Regions from separate parts of the Capra hircus genome. Here region 2 is linked to region 1. A link is a contact called in public Hi-C data. All regions are on one chromosome and are shown on one strand. Each heading gives the region's core, a stretch centred on a gene start, on an enhancer-like site or on the middle of the called end of the contact. The rest is flanking DNA. Distances are from core to core; before and after follow the strand shown. Region 1 overlaps FBXO34 (F-box only protein 34). Region 2 holds the start of FBXO34 (F-box only protein 34).

Region 1 (4,600 bases), core at 382-2,881:
GTGTTACTGCCTAACTGGGTTTTGCCTAAACGAGTCAGATGTACATACACCGGAAGTCCCCCAAGGGTACCACAGTGATGTTTGCTCTTCCCATGAGGTTATGCAGACACCAACTATGGCCACACACTTAGGTGCATGTCATAGAAGGGACTGCACATTTCCCATGAAGGTCCTTTTGCCAGTCACGGAGACTGCAGAACTAGCTTGTCTGAACCCAAAGCAACACCCGGGATAGAAACTGTCAGATTCCCTGAGTGCCAGTTGCTGTGCATGGCAGAGAATGCCTTTATGTAAACACAACATGGTACCTGACAGTAAGGGCTAGGTAATACCAGCTCTGGTTACTGGTGCAGTCTATGGTACAGCAGGGTTTTGGCACAGACGGGCTTTAGTCTTTTTGAGGTAGGCTGTGGGAGGTAGGAGAGGAAGAATAGCCAGTCTGCTGAGTAAAGAAGGAACAGAGGCTAGTAAAGCAGTGGGGGGGGGCGGGGGGGTGGGGAGAAAAATGTCCAGGAAGACCCACATAATAAAAAATCAGGCCAGTTCATAAAGGTTGGCAGGGAGGCCCTGACAAGTCCAAGTTAGAAGGGTGGTTGGACAGAATCCAGGAAGGGAACTCCAAGATCAAGCTTACCTAGCAACTCACAGCCTTCTGCAGTCGGGAAGCTCAGAGGAACCTGCTGCCAGGGAAAACATGACAAAGCCCAGATGATGCCAAACACAGCTGACAGTCACCCAGCAAGACTGCCAGCGCGGCTACGGAAGCAACCCTCACCAAGAAAGTTCCCCGGGACCAGCCGTGGCCAGAGGAAAAGTTCCTCCCAGGTCCCTTCATCCCTCTTCATGTTTCTCCTACTAGGAGTTCCAGTGGAGCAGTCAGAGCTGGCCAGCACCCCTCACATCCACATGACGACTCAAAAGGTGTAAAAGTTTTTATGGCACGTGCGTGCACTGGGTGTGAGGTGCTGAGCGAGGGCACGGCCAAGCTGCCCTCCACAAGCCCTGAGTGGAGTCCAGACACACGAGAGGCAGTAGAGAGGCACTACCAGGCAAACCAGCTGGGCAGGACAGGGTGGGGGCTGCCAAGGAGATGCCTCCTATGCAGAGTTGTCAGTGTGCTAGGGCAGGGAACGTGCTCGATTGTGAATGAGCCTTCTACGTGGCCATATTAATGTGAGTCATTTTGACAAGGCCTGAAAAACATGTTTAACCTTGGCCCTTTTGCCCTTTCCTTTCTGGATTTTCTTTCAACCGGTGAAGTGAGGGGTGGGAGAGAGCTGCTAGGCCAAGTATTTCAGACCCTCTGAGCAAAAGCTGAAGGAGTAAGTTTTCTTCCTTTGGGTCCCCACAGGGGCGGAGTTGGGGTGAGCCTAGGGTCCTCATGGCCACAGTATTTCCTTTCTTATGAGTCTAGGATTCTACAGTCAGGCAGGGAGCACTGCGGTGCTGCAGAAGCGAGAAGTGAACTGGTTTCCCCAGCCTGGCACTAGGGGGCTCAAGCACAGCATCTTTCTCCTCAGGGGAAAAGCTACACTCATCTCATCCAGAAACGAAGACCAGGGAGGAGGCGCCCTCTGACGCCACCTCCTGAAGTTCCCTTACCATTCACACAGACACCCCTGGGAACTGGGTCTTGCGTCGGGTTCAAAAGGGGTCATCAGTGATTTCTGAGGACCCAAAGAATTGCATGCCAAGATGGGGTTGGGCCTTCTCGTCTCCTGCTCTTTGTCAGTCCAGGCCCTCACACTCGCAGCTTTGTGTCCCACATGAAAACCAGATCCAGGATGGCTGACCTGGGAGAAGCACCCTGGGCTCATGCAGAACCACGTGCCAATAACAGTGAAAGCTGACAGACACTAGGCGCTTTCCGCACACCAAGCTGTGTGAAGTCCTGTGAGTGCACCCTTTACTCCTGAATCGAGTAAAACAAACCTCACATCAGGGAGGCCCGCTGAGACGGCCGCTTTAGAGCACACCACAGGGAAGGACTAGTGCCGGAACTTCAGCCTTGGGGATGGGAAGCACTCGCCCTTACGTGGGCCGGGGTGAGTCACGAGAAGGACACCAACCGCCTGAGGGGGAAGTCGGCCTGCACGGTCCTGTCACAGAAGGGCTCCAGCCGAGCGTGTCGGTGGTATCACGATGTGCCTGCTTGCTCAGCGTCCAGAGACACTTCCTAGTTTTAGTTTCCCCTTTTCAGGGAGGAGCAGCTACTGCCCAAGGGCAAGGGCAGAAAGCAGCCGCTCTGTGGCCACACCACCTCCACCACAGGCGAACCTGGCTCCCTTGACTCCAGCCTTGCCCCACTCTGCTTGGCAGTCCTGGCCAAAGCTTTCCTCCACCTTCACATCCTTCTGTGGGACCAGTGCAGTCTTCATCATTGCCATCAGCCCCGCCCCTGGAACACTCACCAGTGCTTCCTGACAGCCGGGAGCTGATGCAGCTGCAAGGCTTTGTTGGTGATTAGCAGAGACATTACTTTGCCAGCCAAGGTCTGTCTAGTCAAGGCTATGGTCTTTCCAGTGGTCATGTATGGATGTGAGAGTTGGACTGTGAAGAAAGCTGAGTGCCGAAGAATTGATGCTTTTGAACTGTGGTGTTGGAGAAGACTCCTGAGAGTCCCTTGGACTGCAAGGAAATCCAACCAGTCCATTCTAAAGGAGATCAGCCCTGGGTGTTCTTTGGAAGGAATGATGCTAAAGCTGAAACTCAAGTACTTTGGCCACCTCATGCAAAGAGTTGACTCATCGGAAAAGACCCTGATGCTGGGAGGGATTGGGGGCAGGAGGAGAAGGGGACGACCGAGGATGAGATGGCTGGATGGCATCACCGACTCGAAGGACATGAGTCTGAGTGAACTCCGGGAGATGGTGATGAACAGGGAGGCCTGGCATGCTGCAATTCATGGGGTCGCAAAGGGTCAGACACGATCGAGCGACTGAACTCAACTCAACTCAACTCAATTCAAGCCAACCTAGCTTGCCGGTCCTCCACAGCAGCTTTCTGGGGCCAGATACTTTTCAGCCCCACCAAGCATTACATGAACACAGGTCTGAATAAATCCTCACTGACTTCTAAACAATTAACTCATCATGCATAGATAATAATACCTCATCCAATAGGAAATAAAGACAGTCCTGGGCAGATGAATGCAAAGTAAGTGTTAATGGTTTGTAAAAATGTCAGCTCATACTGTTAAATGAAGATGGCCTCTTTCCAGTGGTATTCTCTCTCCCCCTCCCAACAACTCAATTTTTCAAAAAAATCTTGGGACTCAGTTTACAATATCTCTTAATATTACCTCAAAAACGGAAACAAATCTGCAAAACTCAGGTTCCACTTAAGATGCATGTTTTTATTGAAAAAAAAATTTGTAACCAGACAGAATAGACAAAAATGTTATAATCTGACTATATAATATTCTCTCATTCTTGGTGAATCACTAAAATATAACAAAAGATTGCTCTCTATGCTAATTTTTAAGGTTGTCCAGTTAAACCATTATTTGGTATCCTTTCAACAGGTTAACCTCTTAACTATTTAGAGTTTCCTCTCAGAAACATTCATATATTATACAGAAAACATTCATAGTTTATTTGGGAAACATTCATATTTTATACAGGATGTACAAATTTGAGATGAGACCCCCCCAACCCCCCAAAAAACAAAGCAACCCACACGATTGTAGCTGCAACACTATCCTAGCTGCATTGTGGTGATTACGTTCAGTCTGCATCCACTATTTACAACTGGATTTTAATGTTATTTACAGAGGGGCCAAAAGCACTCATCTAAAGTAAAGGCGCTCGGGTTTAATGTGCACTTTCATAGCCCTAGGAAAACACAACCATTATATACACTGTAAACACCACAGGGCATGAAATCCATCTCCAATCACAAACATCAACCTCACAGATCAAGCATACAAGGTCTACGTAAGGTGCCTGACTTTTCCTTTGTAAGCATACTTTTCATCCAAGAGTACTGCTATTCTTTTCACAGGACACTATTCACTTATTTCAAATACAGGGCCAGTGCTCTAAACATTCCCGGAACCCTTTTTTGGGGATTGCCTGCACAGTCTGTGATGAACTCTGCTGAACATTCTTGATGGTGGCAAGTCTTCGTCCTCACGGATTTGATTTGGGAAAACAGGCATAGTTATTCACAGCCAGGTGAATCAAACCGTGGGATACAACCCTGAATCAAATGTGAGGCACCACTATAAAATGATGAGACCAATTTTCTTATACAGATCATAAATTCAGAGATTTAAGATGCCTGAGCAATGGCGGTCCTGATGGAGTAGCAGAGATTCTCCTGGAGTGATGACTCAGAGGCAACACTCATTGAAATGGTGTATCTAGGTGGTGTTTTGCAGTTTTTGAAATCGGTCTGTTGCCTCGCACATACATTTTAATACTCCTCTTCAGTTTCAGTCCCTTTTGCTTTCTTATGGATTGCCCGATTAAAGCTGTGGCAAGCAGGGACCCAGTGATTGTCATGGAGCCCCAGCTTACAGCCAGGGAAGCCCTTCTGAGACCGGTGGCAACACATCCAGTACCCCGGCCCGTAGGGCAGGGCCTGGCAGTAGGGCTTG
Region 2 (4,585 bases), core at 2,030-4,529, 81 kb after region 1:
CATAAACATGAACTAAAAGGGGGGAAGATAAATTATGCATAGGTAAGAATCGACAGGAATTCAATTTCCAATGACCTAAATGCATTTGGAGTTCATTTGCTCTTTTTTGTTATTGTTGCTTCCAAAGGACCGCAGATTATGCACTTGCTGAATTTTGCCTTTGTCACACATGACCTAACAAGGAAGGCATTCATCCTACCATAGTAGCTTCTCTCAAGTGCCTGGTTCTAAACAGCTGCAAATTTTGGAAGATAACACTGAATGATGTCTCTAACCATTAGTATGTTCTCTCCCCAACAAATATGAGAATAAGATTAAGGGTTACTAGAGTATCAAAACCGCACAAATTAAACTGGCTGAGCATAAATTTATTAGAAAATGAAGTAAAAAATATGTATAAGAATTTTAATTCTATGTGTTAATAATTGACCCAATAAACATATCCTGAAGAATTTCTAGGACTTTTATTGTTTATATTTGCTTTTATCTGTCAGAAAGATGCTGTATCACTTAGTCCCCTAAATACAGCAACTGGATAAAATAACAAAGTAATACTGATCTCAAATAAATTTTCATTTGTAAGAAGTAAAAACTGCTTCCTACTCCCAATACTGCAAGGCCTGGGTGAAAAATAACCTGACCAAAGTAGAAACAAACTGTAAAAATGTTTATGTGTTATGGCTGGTTTAGTTATACAACTATTCAAAGCTGTTTTTTTTATAGTTTTCATTGTCTCTCAGTCATATCAGAATACATGAAGACCTTTATTCAGAATAAAAAACTCATTTTCCATTAAAAAAATTAATAAACTGCTAAATACAATGGGGTGGGGGAGATGCACTGCCAAGGGGAAGCTATTTTATTATCATTTATGTGTCTTTCAACTTACACAGTTTGACTTTCACCCCTTCCCATGAGCACTAGTACATTTAATTTATACACATCCATGTGGCCTTCCCCAGAAAGGCTCATTGGAAAAGATATATTAAAGTGTTCTTTTTGTACCTCCTTCAACTCCATTACATAATATCTTGTCATGATCATTTAATTTTAAAGAGTAGCTTGGTTAACACCCTCGAAATCAGCAATTTCATTGTTAATTTGATACTTATCAGTCTTGAGGATCCAAAAAACCAAATTATGTCTTCAGAGCCTTAACACTGTCACCACACAATTCCTAATGTTTTAAAATATGTATATTGTAATTTTCAAATAGTACACACAATGCTGTAGAATGTCCAAAGTGTGGTGAGTATTAAAATGAGATTTACAAGAACATCCTGTTTTGTGAACTTCCAGTCAAATCTAATAGTAATTAACAAGGGTAAATTTGTTTTCATTTTCTGTGTAAACAAAGACACACAGCACAACTTCCACCAGCATGTTGATGCAAAATCTAGAGATGCAATACCTTTTCAATCACCTTTAAAGAGCAAATAAGAGAAGAAGTATTAACAACAGAAAAGCCCTAATAAGTCAAGGTCAATGGGGAGGGACTGAGGACGCCCATCCTAGCTTCCAGCTGAAGACACTAAATTGCAATTATGCTTCAATTTTAGCCATCTACCTCTCAAACTAGATTCTATTTAAGTGGTTTTACAGAGAGGAAGAAATGATGAGCAAAAGTACTGATATGCTGCAATACTTGAAGCTAGAAACAGCAGGTCTAGCCTGATCTCTTTGGAAAGCTTCGGAAGAAAAGCGGTTTACAGACAAGGCATTTTTAAAAATTCTGTAGTTTCATATTTGCAAGCACTACAGACAAAATTTTAGTTACTTGTCCAGGCAAGCAGTTCCTGGTATATGTTATTTTACTGTTACACCCAGTCTTAGTAGGAAAACAAGAAAAAGCCTTTTTGGTGAGCTATAACCGCAGGAAACCCTCAATTATCCATGGGTAGGGACAACCCGGATAAATTAAATCCCCAGGTAATTATTATTTAACAATAATATTGCATTAATTCAGGCCTCCTCCTTTCCTTTTTACAAAAGAAAAAGTTGACTTAAAAGCCGCTCTCTTCCAAGTCACTCTCTTAACAACAATAAAGCAAATGGGCAGATAAATTATTTCAAAACTGTATAGCAAGAAACAGTAAGGAAATCATCAGCGCTCAAATTGGTTCTTTTTCAGCAATTCCAATCACAAGCCATCCAACTACAGTTAAGCTCTCTGAAAAGCATTTAGATCAAACAGCCACCATCCACCCCCACCAAAAAAAAAAAAAAAAAATCCTCCTGATTGAGATTTTCCTAAATCAAATGGGTCTTATATTGAACTGTATAACAATGCTTGTTCGAAATGAAGTTAAAGAACTTGACAACTACTACATTAAAATTGTAAAATGCTGATATCGAACAACTTTCGATTCAAATTCTCTGGGACCCCAGGCGCTGACAGAAGCTTGAACTTCCTTTCTTTCCCCTCCCGGTCCTCCCGGCACTTCTGCGCGCCAGGGTTCCGAACCCCCAGGGCCTGCAGTGACATCACAGCTCATCTCCTCGTAACCCCTGACGTCACAGACACGCGGACCCACAACACTGTGACTTCATCGCGGACTGGGGCGGAACCGCAGTCGACCTGCACCAGCCCAGAGGCCAGAGAAGCCTCCGAGCCTCCGTCCTGCCCGGTTCCCAAAGAAGGTTAAGGACAGGCGCCAGCTCACCTGCGCTGGGACAGGGAAGGACGGAGCGGCCGAGCCCTGGCGGGAGCCACCGGGCAAAACAACCCCCACCCAGGGCCTGACTTCCTCACCGGCCGCCAGTACCGGGGGTGGGAGAGACGATCCTGAAACTCCTCAGGGCCTATCCCGGATCTCCTCGGCTTCAACCCAGACCCGCGACCCCGTTCCCGCCCGCCGGCCCGCCTGACCCTCCGAGCCCCGCGGGGGCGCTCAGCGCCCGGCCCGCGTGCAGGCGGAGGCCGTCCCAGGACAAGGTGCAGGCCACCGAGTCCCTGCCCCAGACCGAGCCTCGGACCGGCGGGCGGCACCCCCGCCCCCACCCGCCCGGCGCCCCAAGAGCGCAGGCGGGCGGCGGGAGGGGGCGGGGAGCGGCCACCGTGGCCGCCGCCGGACCCCGACCGCGCTGCTCTCGCGCCACGCCCCACCCCAGCCCGGACCCACCTGCGCTCCTGCCCCGGCCGGGGCCTGGCCAGGGGCTGCACACCCCTATACAGCGGCGGCGGCTGGAGGCCTGGCTCGCTCCCCACCGCTGAGACAGACCGAGCGCCCAGCGCGGCGCGGCGGAGCCCAACGCTCGCCCCGAAACCCATTTGTTTGGCTAAAACGGCGTGACGTCACGCGCCGGCCCAATCGACGGTTGGCCAGGGGAGGGGCCGCGGAGTCAGGGTCACAACGCCCCCTGCCGGGGTTCTGCGGCACTTCGGGCGCTGGGGATTCAGAGGGGGAGTACTTAAACGGAGAAAACCTCGTGAGGCTTCTCCGGGCCCCCAAGCGGTGAAGAGGGAAAGCTCAAGCACTACCTGTAGAGAAAGGACTCAACCCCTCAAGCCAGCCAGAATGGTAGTAAGCCAGGATTCAACAGTCAGTAGCAATGGCAAGTCTATTAATACTCGTGGGTGGATGTGGGTGGAACTATATGCTGCTGCTGCTGCTAAGTCGCTCCAGTCGTCTCCGACACGGTGCGACCCCATAGACGGCAGCCCACCAGGCTCCCCCGTCCTTGGGATTCTCCAGGCAAGAACACTGGAGTGGGTTGCCATTTCCTTCTCCAATGCATGAAAGTGAAAGGTGAAAGTGAAGTCGCTCAGTGCTCAGTCGTGTCCGACTCTTAGCGACCCCATGGACTGCAGCCCACCAGGCTCCTCCATCCATGGATTTTCCAGGCAAGAGTACTGGAGTGGGGTGCCATTGCCTTCTCCGAGGTGGAACTATATAAATGGTGTTAAATTACTGGTAGATGACCTAGTAGACTTGGGTTCAGATTTTGCTTCTGCTACTACCTGGGGAAGCTGGGCTTCAGAGTTCTTATTCGTAAAACGAAGGGATTGGGAATGTCCATTATGTTCTTTTCTATACAAATAAAGGCAGGAATGCGTGCGTGCATTCTAAGTAGCTTCAGTCGTGTCTGACTCTTGTGACCCCATGGACTATAGCCTGCCAGGCTCCTCTCTCCATGGGAGTCCCAAGAAAGAACACTGGAGTGGGTTGTCATGCCCTGCTCAATGGCAGTAATACCTACCAGCAATTTGATAAACTTTGAGGTTGACAGTCTCAAAATGTAATCTTTAGAAGAGTAAAGGATTGTAAATGATGACTACAAAAGAGGTTTTCGGTACTTTATTTAATACTTTCAAATGAGAGTGCCAGTGAAGGCTATTTTATACTCAGCCTTTAAACTGTTAATTGTATTCACTGTAAAAATAATTTTGACCACATCATAAAACATGAGGACAATAAAAGAAAAAAACGCCTTCACCCTAACACAGGTACTCAGCATTCAGCTTATTTTCCTGTAGACATTTTCTCATGCATATTTAATTTATAATGTGCTCATAGTGTACACACAATTTTGGATCCTTGTTGGTTTGGGGTGCTTTTTTGTTTTTGCTTTTATAACTATTTTT

The links. A called contact is a pair of places that touch in the nucleus more often than the background predicts.
Region 2: a Hi-C map of blood shows a contact between it and region 1, with 3 times the contacts expected there. The contact joins the promoter of FBXO34 here to the enhancer-like site in region 1. A contact is called at or near these places in 3 of 5 Hi-C or Micro-C datasets (all in blood).

What each region holds. Positions count from the first base shown.
Region 1 is chr10:35,389,425-35,394,024 of ARS1.2, forward strand. It overlaps FBXO34 (F-box only protein 34), which reads right to left. Exons shown (of 2, transcript XM_018054110.1): 2 at 3,330-4,600. The coding sequence ends at 4,417. Among named protein-coding and RNA genes, the nearest start is that of ATG14, 43 kb to the left of the region's middle. Within about 2 kb of position 1,632, at least 4 of the 5 cell types and tissues checked have an H3K27ac peak or open chromatin away from gene starts, as enhancers often do.
Region 2 is chr10:35,468,282-35,472,866 of ARS1.2, forward strand. FBXO34 (F-box only protein 34) reads right to left here and starts at 3,280. Exons shown (of 2, transcript XM_018054110.1): 1 at 3,123-3,280. The coding sequence starts at 3,271.